Linked DNA regions of Rattus norvegicus: region 1 is linked to region 2. The links are chromatin contacts, called in public Hi-C maps. All regions are on one chromosome and are shown on one strand. The core of a region is the stretch at or near the end of the contact, and the rest is flanking DNA. Distances in the headings are between cores, read along the strand shown. Region 1 holds the start of Gdpd1 (glycerophosphodiester phosphodiesterase domain containing 1). Region 2 has its middle 27 kb from the start of Ypel2.

What was found. Hi-C and Micro-C count contacts between places; a contact is called where the count stands out from the background.
Region 1: a contact with region 2 is called in a Hi-C map of the A7r5 cell line, with 2.1 times the contacts expected there. The contact joins the promoter of Gdpd1 here to the enhancer-like site in region 2. A contact is called at or near these places in 6 of 12 Hi-C or Micro-C datasets (the A7r5 cell line, the Rat2 cell line, kidney and 2 more).

The regions. Positions count from the first base shown.
Region 1 is chr10:72,378,938-72,384,483 of GRCr8, reverse strand. Gdpd1 (glycerophosphodiester phosphodiesterase domain containing 1) reads left to right here and starts at 3,341. Exons shown (of 10, transcript NM_001044238.2): 1 at 3,341-3,567. The coding sequence starts at 3,426. It overlaps LOC120095167 (a long non-coding RNA gene), which reads right to left and starts at 3,107. Exons shown (of 2, transcript XR_005490401.2): 1 at 2,939-3,107. Smg8 (SMG8 nonsense mediated mRNA decay factor) reads left to right here. Exons shown (of 4, transcript NM_001398589.1): 4 at 63-472. The coding sequence ends at 260.
Region 2 is chr10:72,325,019-72,330,811 of GRCr8, reverse strand. It overlaps a transcript of Gdpd1 not described here. Among named protein-coding and RNA genes, the nearest start is that of Ypel2, 27 kb to the right of the region's middle. Within about 2 kb of position 1,806, at least 4 of the 93 cell types and tissues checked have an H3K27ac peak or open chromatin away from gene starts, as enhancers often do. A contact at or near this core is called in the A7r5 cell line, where this site is marked.

The DNA.
Region 1 (5,546 bases), core at 2,092-4,591, 52 kb before region 2:
GTTCTCTCAGGTGTTTCTTATTGAGAAATCTAAAAAGTAATTTTGTAACCTGTGTTTTTCAGGTTCAACCAGGCCCACCACCGTGTCCAGTATTTTACCCAGAAAAACAAGAGCTCACTCTCCCACCTGATGGCCTTTGGGTCTTGAGATTTCCTTATGCATATGTGACTGAGAGAGGACCTTGTTTCCCTCCTAAGGAGAACGTGCAGCTCATGAGCTACAAGGTGCTCCGAGGAGTCCTCAGAGCAGTTACACAATGAGTCTTCCAGCCGCTCCGCCCCTGACTGAAGCTGCTGATTGTCTTCTTGTTTTTGATGTTTGTGAATTTTTTTAATGTGTATTCTGTGTTTTCCCAAAACCCAATGTGTTTTGGTTACAAGTATTCAGTATTTGGACAATAATTGTTCCATTATTTCATTATAATTGATATTTATTGTAAAATCAATAAAAGTTTGTTCTACAAAAAAGGATACAAAATGTATACTTGGTATCTGTTTTGTCTTTTTGTTTCATTGTCATAATAAGGCTTATTTTTATCATAATTTAGTGTTCTATCTTTCTGGTAAGTAAAATAATAGGGGCTGGAAACCTGGCTCTTAAAAAAGCACTTGTTGCTCTTTCAGAGGATCTCTTTGGATTTCCAGGAAGCACAAGGCTCATAGCTGCCCTGCCTGTAACTCCAGGCCTAAGGTTTCTCTGTGTATCCCTGGCTATCCTGGGACTCGATCTGTACAATAGGCTAGCCTAGAGATCAGAGATCCTCCTGCCTCAGGCTCCCAAAGCACTGGGATTAAAGTGCACCATCAGCGCCCAGGAAATTGATGCTCTTCAAACTACTTGAAAGCAAGGTCAGTATATCCCAATGCCTATAAGACCTGTGCTCTGGAGTTTAAGGCAAGCCTATAACAACTACATAACAAAACCCACCTCAAGTTAGAAGACAGGATGTTGTAGCGCTTGCCTGTATCCCACCATTCAAGATAGCAAGATTAGATGTTCAAGGCCACCCTAGACTACAGTGAGGTAGTTGGAAGCCAGCAGGAACTATGAGATTAACAGAACAGAATACAAGAACAAGGTGATCTAGATTATCACCACAAGAATTGAATTGCAAAATCTGGTATAGCCCTGGCTGTCGTAACTAGCTTGCCTCAAACTCAAAGAGATCCACCTGCCCCTGCCTCCTGAGTGTGAACCACCATGCCTGTCGATAGACTTATTTTGAATTGGGGCTATTTACGTGTATGACTTTTACCTGCATGTACACATGTAGGTGCACCATGCACATGCTTGGTGACCAAGGAGGTCAGAAGAGGGCATTGGGTTCCAAACAGCAACGGAGGAGGAAGGAAGGAAGGAGGAGGAAAAAGAAAAAGAGAAAGGAAACAAGTGCTCTTAACTGGTTGAGTCATCTTTCTAGCCTCTGGCCTAAGACTCAATACTCAGCCTCAGTCTCTCTAGTATTACAGATGTGTGCTAACAAAAAACTTTGAGTATTAGGCATTGAATTCAGGTCTCAAGTATACCACTGAGTTGTCATCATCCCCACTGTCGTTTGTTCTTTGTATTTGAAGGCAGTCTACCTTGAATTCATTCTGTAACGCAGGCAGAACTAGAATTTGCAATCCTACTGCCTCGGCCTCCAGAGAAGCTGGGATTACAGACCTGTACCCTCAGGCCTGACATGTTAAATACCTATGCTATGAAATAATTTGCTACATGTATAAATCTCACCAATCTATAGTAACTTTTCCCAGCATATGATCATCGCCAATTGTGGTTATGTTATTAATTAGATAAGTGCAAAATAAGTTGAGACCCAATGTAGTGTAATTGATCCTATTTTCCCAGATACATTTTAGAATACTGTGAGGACAGGATTCGATATTTTGGTCTCAATGTATGTGAATTAGTGTTTACCATATTTCTAAAAGCTGCTACTTGACCCAGCCAAAGGGCTCAGTGGGAAAAGGTCTTGCATGGTGAAGGAGAGGACTACCTCCCTTAGGTTGTCCTCTGCCATTACACGGGCACACATATACACACAAAACAAGTAAAAGCATAAAAAAATAAACAATGAGATAGGGTTCCGGGCAGCAACCCTTGCCCTGCAGTTCCAGTTAATCAGGTGGATGAAGCAAGAACTCCTAGGCTTGACCCTAGGAGTTTGAAGCCAGCTTCAGCTGAGTACTGTGATTCAGTTGTTTCCAGTGTTTTGTACTGGGAATTAAACCCCTGGCCTTAAGGGAAGACAGACGCAGTGGAGCTCTAGCCTTGTCGTCATGGTGAGTTCCAGGTCAGCCAAGTAAGACCCTGTCTTCTTAAAGAAGAGAGAGATGGGGGGTGGGGGTGGGGGGCAGGTACTGAGAAAGGGAAGGAGGCACAGAGAGGAAGGGGGAGGGGAGGAAAGGGGAGGAAAAGGGAGAAGCAAAGAAAAGAATCCCAATATTTAGAAGGCAGAGGCAAGCTGATCTCTGTGAATCAGAGGCCAGTATGTGGTCGACACAGTGAGACACCCTGTTTCAATCAACAAAACAAACCCAAATCTTGAACATGCTTGGAAAGGGCTTTACAACTGAGCCACAGCTGCAGCCTTTGTGGTTAATTATTTTGTATAAAATATCTGCAGCTGGGCATGCCTATAATCCCAGCACTCTAGAGGCTGAGGGGGGAGAATCAGGAGTCCAAGGCCTATCCTCTACTACATAGTAAATTCAAGCCCAGACTGGGATACATAAGATCCTATCTCACAAAACCAAGACCCTGTCCCCTTAAAAGGTGGTTCCTACTGTATTTCTAGTTTGTAATGTGCGAGTTGCCAGCCTTTATAGGAAAGGGTTTAGTTGTCAGTTTCCTTATTCATATTTATTTTGTGCTGGGGCTTGAATCCGGTACGATCTACCAACTAGGCTAAGCCTTCTAGCCCTAGGTTTCTTACCCGAACTGTACGTAACGAGTTCGAGGCATCGGTAACAATTCTTTGCTTTTCCCACAGAAGGGACTAGGACCTGCCCCGCGAAATCCTCCTTTGAAGCACATTTCCCAGTTACGCCAGATTTTCCTGAAGGCTTTCCTGGCTTGAGAGCGTTTTCGGGGTAGGGACTGCCAAAACAAAATTAAACAAATAAAACCACTGGCAAGTTTCCAACCTCCTGTCTCAAGCTCTTCTTAGAAGCACCTGCGGGTGGGACCGCAGCAGCCGGACAGCCAACGCTCCGCGCCGCAGCGCGCCTGCGTATCGGAGCCCCTTTGTTGCTCCGGCGCTGGGGTCGGACTGCGCCTGCGTGCTGAGCCCGCAAGAACAAGTGCGCTGCGCCGAGGGCACCGGGTGAGGGCGAGCAGACCTCGAGCAGCCGCCGGCGCCGCTGCCGTTTTTACCATCGCAGCACAGTCCGGGGCTCAGGCCCAGGAGGCGGTGACCAAGGATGTCGTCCACCGCGGCTTTTTGCCTTCTCTCTACTCTGGGAGGGTATTTGGTCACCTCGTTCTTGTTACTTAAATACCCAGCGTTGCTCCACCAGAGAAAGAAACAGCGATTCCTCAGTAGGCACATCTCTCACCGCGGAGGTGAGAGGGGTCCCCAGAAACGGATGGCCGGGGATGGGGGAGGCTTCCTAGCAGGAGGTAGAGGGTGGGGATTCTGGAGAGGCTGAGGAAGAATGTGCTCCTGGAACTGGAGTGCTTCCTCAGACGAGTCGTCCGGAGGGGAGGGAAGGAAAGGGGTCTCGTGTCTCAGTCCTGGTGGGCGTCTCTGGGAAGCTAGGCTTCTGTGAGGAGGAGAAGCGCCTGATGAGAGACAGAAGTGGGGCGTTCCTCAGCCGATGGAAGAAGGATGATACGGAGGTCCCTTCTTGGCAGCCTGGCACAAAGCCGGTGCAGATCCAGGAGATACCGCAGGGGGAAGTAGGAAGAGTGCTTGGAATAGGCTGGTGGCTGAGTCCGTGGGGAAGAGATTGGGCTCCGGCAGAGCTGAGGATGTGCGAGTACCTGGAGCATGCTGAGGAGTCTGCGATGCCTGGTGACCTGGCCCACGCTCCACGCATTTATAACTGAGCTCTGGAGAGAAATGTCTCCAAACCAGGGACGTTTTCCAAGGTCACAGAGCTTGAACTGAAGTGGAACAGGGAACTTGGAGGGTTCGGATTCTGAGGACTCTAAACCTAGCACCTGGGTTTTGGGGGGGGGGGGTTGTTTGTTTGTTTGTTTGTTTTGGTTTTTATTTTGATTTTTGAACAGCACAATTTACCCCAGCAATGGTTAATAGGCTTCTGAAACACAAAAATATGATTTCGCTTATGATCTGTCAGTATTATTATTTTTTTAAAAATAAGTTTCTCTTGCAAAAGTATATTGCGATAAGGGTTGAAGCCAGTCCGGTCTGCCTTCTAATTTCCTAGAACAGGCCATGTCTTCATTTCTCGTTGCTGTTTAATAACGTGTCTTCATTATATTTCAATCTTAAGGTATAAAATATGAAAATTTTCGGTCACTTTAAACTTTTCTTTAGGTTGAATGTGGCACCGGGTTAAAATTGCTCGAAATGTACAGTTCAATGGTAAACTTGTATACTATAAAATTTGTTGGAGTACCACAATGATTTTTGGTTTTAGATTTCTCAAAGATGGGGTCTTGCTATGGCGTGCTGGCTGGTCTGCAAGTCACTATACCAGGCTGGTCGAGAACTCTGCCTCTGCCTTCCCAGCAATGGGACAACTATGCTGGGACCATGACTTCAGTTATGACAGATATGTCATAGAAATAAATGCATGATCATTCTTTTGTACATTGTAATCAGTTAAACACAGTTTCCCACTTTGTGTTTGTTTTCCTTTCAAGACAGGGTTTCTCTGTGTAGCCCTGGCTGTCCTGGGACTCACTCTGTAGATCAGGCCTAAAATTCAGAGATCTGCCTGCCTCTGCCTCCCAAGTGCTGGAATTAAAGGCCTTCACCACCATGTCCAGTTGCTGGTGATTAATATGTCTGCGTATAGGTGTATGGTGGTGTGTTTGCCTGTGAGTGTAGGCACATACATGATACAGAGCCATGTGGGGAGGTCAGAGAACAATATCACATATTGGGCCTTGTGTTTCGCTGTGTTTGAAATGAAGCCTTTTGTTGTTCGTGGCTGGATTCACCAGTAAGCTTGAGCTGGGGGTTGGAGATTCTCCTGTTTGGCCTCCCTTCTACCAGTAGGGGCGCTGGGATTACAAACCAGATGCTGGTTCTACTACTTGTGGCTCCTGCACCAGTTCTGGGGATCTGAACTGATATGATTTATCGATATCTATCCAGTCCAGCCCTTGCCAGTTTGTTTGTTTCTTGTTGTTTTTTTGTTTTTGTTTTTTTACTAGTCTTACTTACTGTGTAACTCAGGCTGGCTCTGAGCAGAACAGTCTTGAATCTGAGATGCTCCTGCCTCAGACTTCCTGAGTGCTGGCATCCCAGGTATTTGTGTCGTCAGTCTTCCCTTTGAAGACTGTTCTTTTGTGGCAGAAGCATGTCGTCATATTTTTGCATTGGTTTTGTAAACAACACACTAACACAC
Region 2 (5,793 bases), core at 557-3,056:
ATGGGTCAGCTGTTAAGAGCACTGCTCTTCCAGAGAGCCTGGATTTGATTCACAGCACACACATGGTGGCCTACAACCATCCGCAATTTAACTCCAGTTGCAGGGGATCTTACATCTCTACTTCAGGCATAAGCATACATGCAGGGAAAACGCACATGCAGTTAAAAATAAATCTTAACACACACACACACACACACACACACACACACACACGAGAGGTTGAACCGTGGGGTAGGGTAACTGTGGAAGGGTGGTGAACTGGTGTTCTCTGTAGATGCATCTGTATTAAATACACTGCAGACAGCTGACCTTGGGTGACAGCACACTATGATCGTAGAGAGATGGGAAATTGCAAGGCAAGGGGCTGACTTATCTCGGGTCATCTGAAGACCTTTAGTAGCCACTTAACCTTTGTAACTGATCTGACGGTCTCCTGAACTATGACATAAACTGCTCTTCTTGGTATGTATTACAAGGAGGCCTCTGACCTCTACCAACCCTAAAGCTAACAGTATTGTAACATGACAGCTGTGGGAGAAAGATCCACTTTGTGCTAGCCCTCCTACCTGATGTCCCACCTTGGAATCTAGAAATGTACTGATGCGTAACTGTCCTTTGTTGTGTGACTATAAAGTTCATGTGACCTCACTACAGTGAAATACCTGTCACTCAAGGGAATGAAGCAATGGCCCCCGTCACACGACGAATAAACTGTGTTTGTTTCTATCAAAACAAGATCCCTGAATGTCAAATGTACTTTCTATTCTCTGGTGATTCTTTTTTTTTTTTCCCCTCTGATGATTCTTTAACTTTTTTTTTTATGAGCATTGGTGTTTTGCCTGCATGTATGCCTCTTTGAGAATGTCAGATCCTCTGGCATTGGAGTTACAGAGGTTATGAGCTGTCATGTGAGTGCTGGGAATTGAACCTGGGTCCTCTGGAAGAGTAACCAGTGCTCCCAACTGCTGAGCCATCTCTCCTTTTTTTTTTTTTTTTTTTTTTTTTTTAATGAAGAAAGAGAATCTCAAGATCAAACAAACAAAGCTGGGGATGGCGGTTCACACCCATAATTTCAATATTTGGGACACTGGGGCAGAAGACCTGCCATAGGTTCGAAGGCAACCTGGGCTACACAGTGAGTATGTAGCCTTGGCCACATAGTAAGATCCTATTCCAAAAAAAAAAAAAAAACAAGACCATTAAAAAATTAAACATTATGTGAATCTTATTTTTGTTTGTTTGTTTAGATGGGGTTTCTCTGTGTAGCCCTGGCTGTCCTGGAACTCGTTCTGTAGACCAGGCTGGCCTCAAACGCAGAGATCTGTCTCTGCCTCTTCCCCCCACTCTCCCCACCCCAAGTGCTAGAATTAAAGGCATGTGACACTGTGTCTATCTAAACATCTGTGAATGTAAGTAATTAGAATTGACATGTTAAATCTATTTTCATCTATGTATAAGAATGCTTGCCTGCATGTGCCTGGTGGGCTTGGAGTCAGAAGAGAGCACCATTTCCTTTGAAACTGGAGTTACAGACAGCTGTGAGCCGCTGTGGGAACTGGGAACTGAAACTGAGTCAGCCAGTCAGGACAGCCAGTGCTCTAACCACTGAGTCACTTCTCCAGCCCCATTTGTGTGTGTGTGTGTGTGTGTGTGTGTGTGTGTGTGTGTGTGTGTGTGTGTGTGTGTGTGAGTAAAATGAAAGAAATGCCTTATAGATGGAGACAAAGGGCGATTTGAATCCTACCTTGTCCCACACTCCACTCCGTTTGGGACTATACTTGAGACCAGAGAGAGCGTGAGGTTAGTGACTGTTCTCCCAGGCCTCTCTCTGGATGACTTTGGTCTAATGTCCCGTACCAGAAGGACACTCTTATTTGGAGGCATCCTCGTCTCTGGAAGCCTTCCTTAGGTTCTAGTAACAGGCAACCTTTCTCCACTCTGTGGGTGAGAGCCACTATTCCTGCTTGAGCCTCTTACCCTCCTGGAGGTTCCTCCACACCCACGCAAATGACCTCCGGTTAAACAACTGTCATTATTCCTACTTACTTGCCTGTGCCTTCATTTCCTGCTTGTTCTCCGGACAACTCATCTGGGAAGTTTGCCAAAAGAAATTTCCCTGGACATTTTTCTTGCTCTTTACCTCCACTCCTTTCCCTTCTTGCCCCACCCTCATCTTCTCTCCCAGTCCTTCCCTCCCTTCTCCCTCCTCATCTCTTTCTTCTCTCTGACTCTGTCTCTGTCTTTGTCTCTGTGTGTGTGTGTCTGTCTGTCTGTCTGTCTCTGTCTCTCTCTGTCTCTCTGTCTCTCCCCCTCTCTCCTCCTTTTTGAACATCCACTCATGGAGCCAAGCCTGGCCTTGAACTGATCCTCTCCCTCTATTTCCCAGGAAATGGGGTCACAGGTGTACTCTACCATCCCTGACATTTATAAGGGGGTGGGAATCCAATACAGGGCACAGAGGGGTTGGGTGATGGTTGCTAGTCCAGCATGTGAGAGGCATTAAATTCAATCCTCAGTACTTCCAAACAATCTAAAGAAGGAAAGCAAACAAAATTGGCACCAGACTTGATGAATCCCTGAGCAGGTAAAACCAGTTAGTCTTCCGGCTGCCTAAGTGATCTCAACCTTTTGTGATTTGCAAACAGGGCACACACCTTCAGTCTCAGCATTCAGAAGGAGGGGCAGGTACATCTCTGTGAGTTCAAGGCCAGCCTGGTGTACAGAGTGAGTTCCAGGACAGCCAGGGCTGCACAGAGAAACTGTTCTGAAAAAACAAAAACAAAGCAAAACAATTTAAACAAACAAACAAACAAACAAAAAGGGCAGAAGCAGATACTGTGCCTCATATATATAGCCCTGGCACTCTGGAAGTCTGAAGCAGGAGAATTGCTATGAGTTTGAGGGCAGTCTGGGTTACATGGTGAGTCTGAGGCCAGCATGATCAATTTAGCAATGTTCCTGGTCAGTTTGAGTTACAAAGTAAGATTCTGTCTCTAGGAGATAAAATAGACAGATGTAAGTGTACCTTAAATATGATTTTAAATTAAAAATAAAAATAATAAAGTTTACCAGTAATGAAGCAATAGTTCTTAGTTCTAACATGCTGTTCTCAGTGCACGGCCAATGTTCTTTATAAAAGTTCTTCCCAGCCCTCCCCCTCCAGAGCATCCTCTTCCCTTTTGTTCAGTCACATGACTGACTGTACATCATCATTTTTTTAGGCTGTCAGATTCTGAAATAAACATTTAGAAACCATCTGATTTACAAGGGTTTCCCAATCCTGGGAGGCAGGAAGATGACAAATTCAAAACCAGCTTTACTTGAAGAGGTAATTCAAAGTCAGGTGTGCCTGTGTGAGACCTTGCCTCAAAAAGCCAAAACAAGGGCTGGGGAGACAGCTCAGGAGAGCATCTGAGTTCAATCCCTGGAACTCAAGTAAAAAAACCAAACCCAGGGATATTGGGTCACTCTGTAACCCCAGCATCTGGGAGGCTGAGACAGGAGGACCCCTATTACTAGCTGGCCAGTCAGTCTAGCCTAATTCATAAGCTCCAGGCCAATGAAGAGATCCTGTCTCAAAAAACAAGGTGGGGTCTGGAGAGATGGCACAGCAGTTATTTATCCGTGTGTGTGTGTGTGTGTGTGTGTGTGTGTGTGTGTGTGTGTGTGTGTGTGCATGTGTACATATATGTGCAGATGTGTGTGCTGTACATGCATGTAGAGGCCAGAAAAAGATGCTGGGAGTTTTCCTCTATGAACCCTTTGGGGCAGCCCCGACTCCTTACCTTGGGGCTTATGTTCTAGGACAGGCTAAAAGGCAGCCAGTCCTGGGAATCCTCCTGCTTCTGCCTCCCTGGCAGATACCTTGAGCACATGCTTGTAGTTGCAGTGTTTAAGGAAGTTGCAAGAACACTGCAAGTTCAAGGCCAGCATGAGAAAAATCTCTCTCTCTCTCTCTCTCTCTCTCTCTCACTCTCTCTCTCTCTCTCTCTCTCACTCTCTCTCTCTCTCACACACACACACAATCTTACACATGCAATCTCATATACACATACACACATACACACAATCTCTCATACAATACACACACAATCAACACATAAACACACAATCTCTCACATATGTATACAATCTCTCTCTCTCATACACACACACACACACACACACACAGAGAGAGAGAGAGAGAGAGAGAGAGAGAGAGAGAGAGAGAGAGAGTGTGTTTTAGAGAGAGAGATAACTATGCTGGTTACTTTCTTGTTGCTATGGAAATACCTGATAGGGCTCAGCAGATAAAGCCACCTTGGTGCCAAGGCTGACATCATGGAGGCACATATAATGGAGGGAAAGGTTGTCCTCTGACCTTCATGCACAAACAAAACTAATGAATGCAATTAAAAAAAATTTAAAGACCTGGTAAAAAATAATTTAGGAAAGAGGAATGCATTTGGGTTCAGCGTTTGAGGTACGACGGCAGGAGGGAAGGTAGCTGGTCACGTCACACCCACAGTCGGGACACAGGGTGAGGAACCCTTGTGCTTGATTCATTTTCTGCTTTTTTTTTAATATTTATTAATTTTTTATGTGAGTACACCATCACTGTCTTCAGACACACCAGAAGAGGGCACCAGATCCCATTACAGATGGTTGTGAGCCACCATGTGGTTGCTGGGATTTGAACTCAGGACCTTTGGAAGAGCAGTCAGTGCTCTTAACCGCTGAGCCATCTCTCCAGCCCCATTTTCTGCTTTTGTATTTGGTTCAGAACACCAGCTCATAGGATGGAATACCACATTTGGGGTAAATCCCCATCTCCATCAAGGAATCTAGATGATCCCTCACGCCTGCCTGCCCAAGTGCTTACTCGTCTGGATCAGGTCAAGACAAGAGTTTTAACCGGCACCCTGTGCAAGGCAGCAGCTTTCAGGATGCCGTTCTCTTCTGCCACTGTGGGTTCAGAGGTCAGCTCAGGCATCTGGCTTAGTGGCAAGCACCTTTTCCTTCTGAGCCACCTTGCCATCTCAGGGTTCCTAGATCTGCAGGAGGAAGTCTGTGTTGACTGTCACCTTTGATTGGGCAGAGGTCATGACCTAGCTCCGTAGAGAAACAGAGATGGAAACAACCTGGGTGGCTTTAGATGGGGGTTTTGAGAAAGACCTCTTGTGGTGTTCTCACTCCTTTTTCTTTCTCTTTCTCCCTTCCTCCCTCCCTCCCTCCCTCCCTCCCTCCCTTCCTTCCTTCCTTCCTTCCTTCCTTCCTTCCTTCCTTCCTTCCTCCCCTCTGCCAAGACACTAGTTATGTCAGATAGGAGTTGCTCTGTCGCTGTAATAGCCAACCTCCCATAAATCTGAAGACTACAAAGGGACGTTGTCTAAGGTGTGGGAAGCCCCAGTACATGAGTGTCAGCGAGGATTTGACATGCTGGTGTCTGAGGTGTGAGGGTGTGGGGGTGCAAAGGAAACAGATTGGGAGATACGGGGAGCAAAGTGCTCAGGAAGGAATGAGGAATTTTCTTACCTTCGGTGGGAGAAACGCCCTCTGGAGCCTGCACCTGCTCAGTCATTTGAAAGCCCTCAAGTACTTTCATTTTTGTTTAAAAAACACACACAATTTGTTATAGCTTAAGTTTTTTTAAAAAGTTTCCTTTAATCAGATCCCTTTTAGGGATCCACTAGTCTGGAGGTCAGACAAAATTACACACACACATACATACTCACACACACACACTCACATACACACTCATGCACACACACATTCCACCCACATACATATATACACACACTCATACACGTGCAT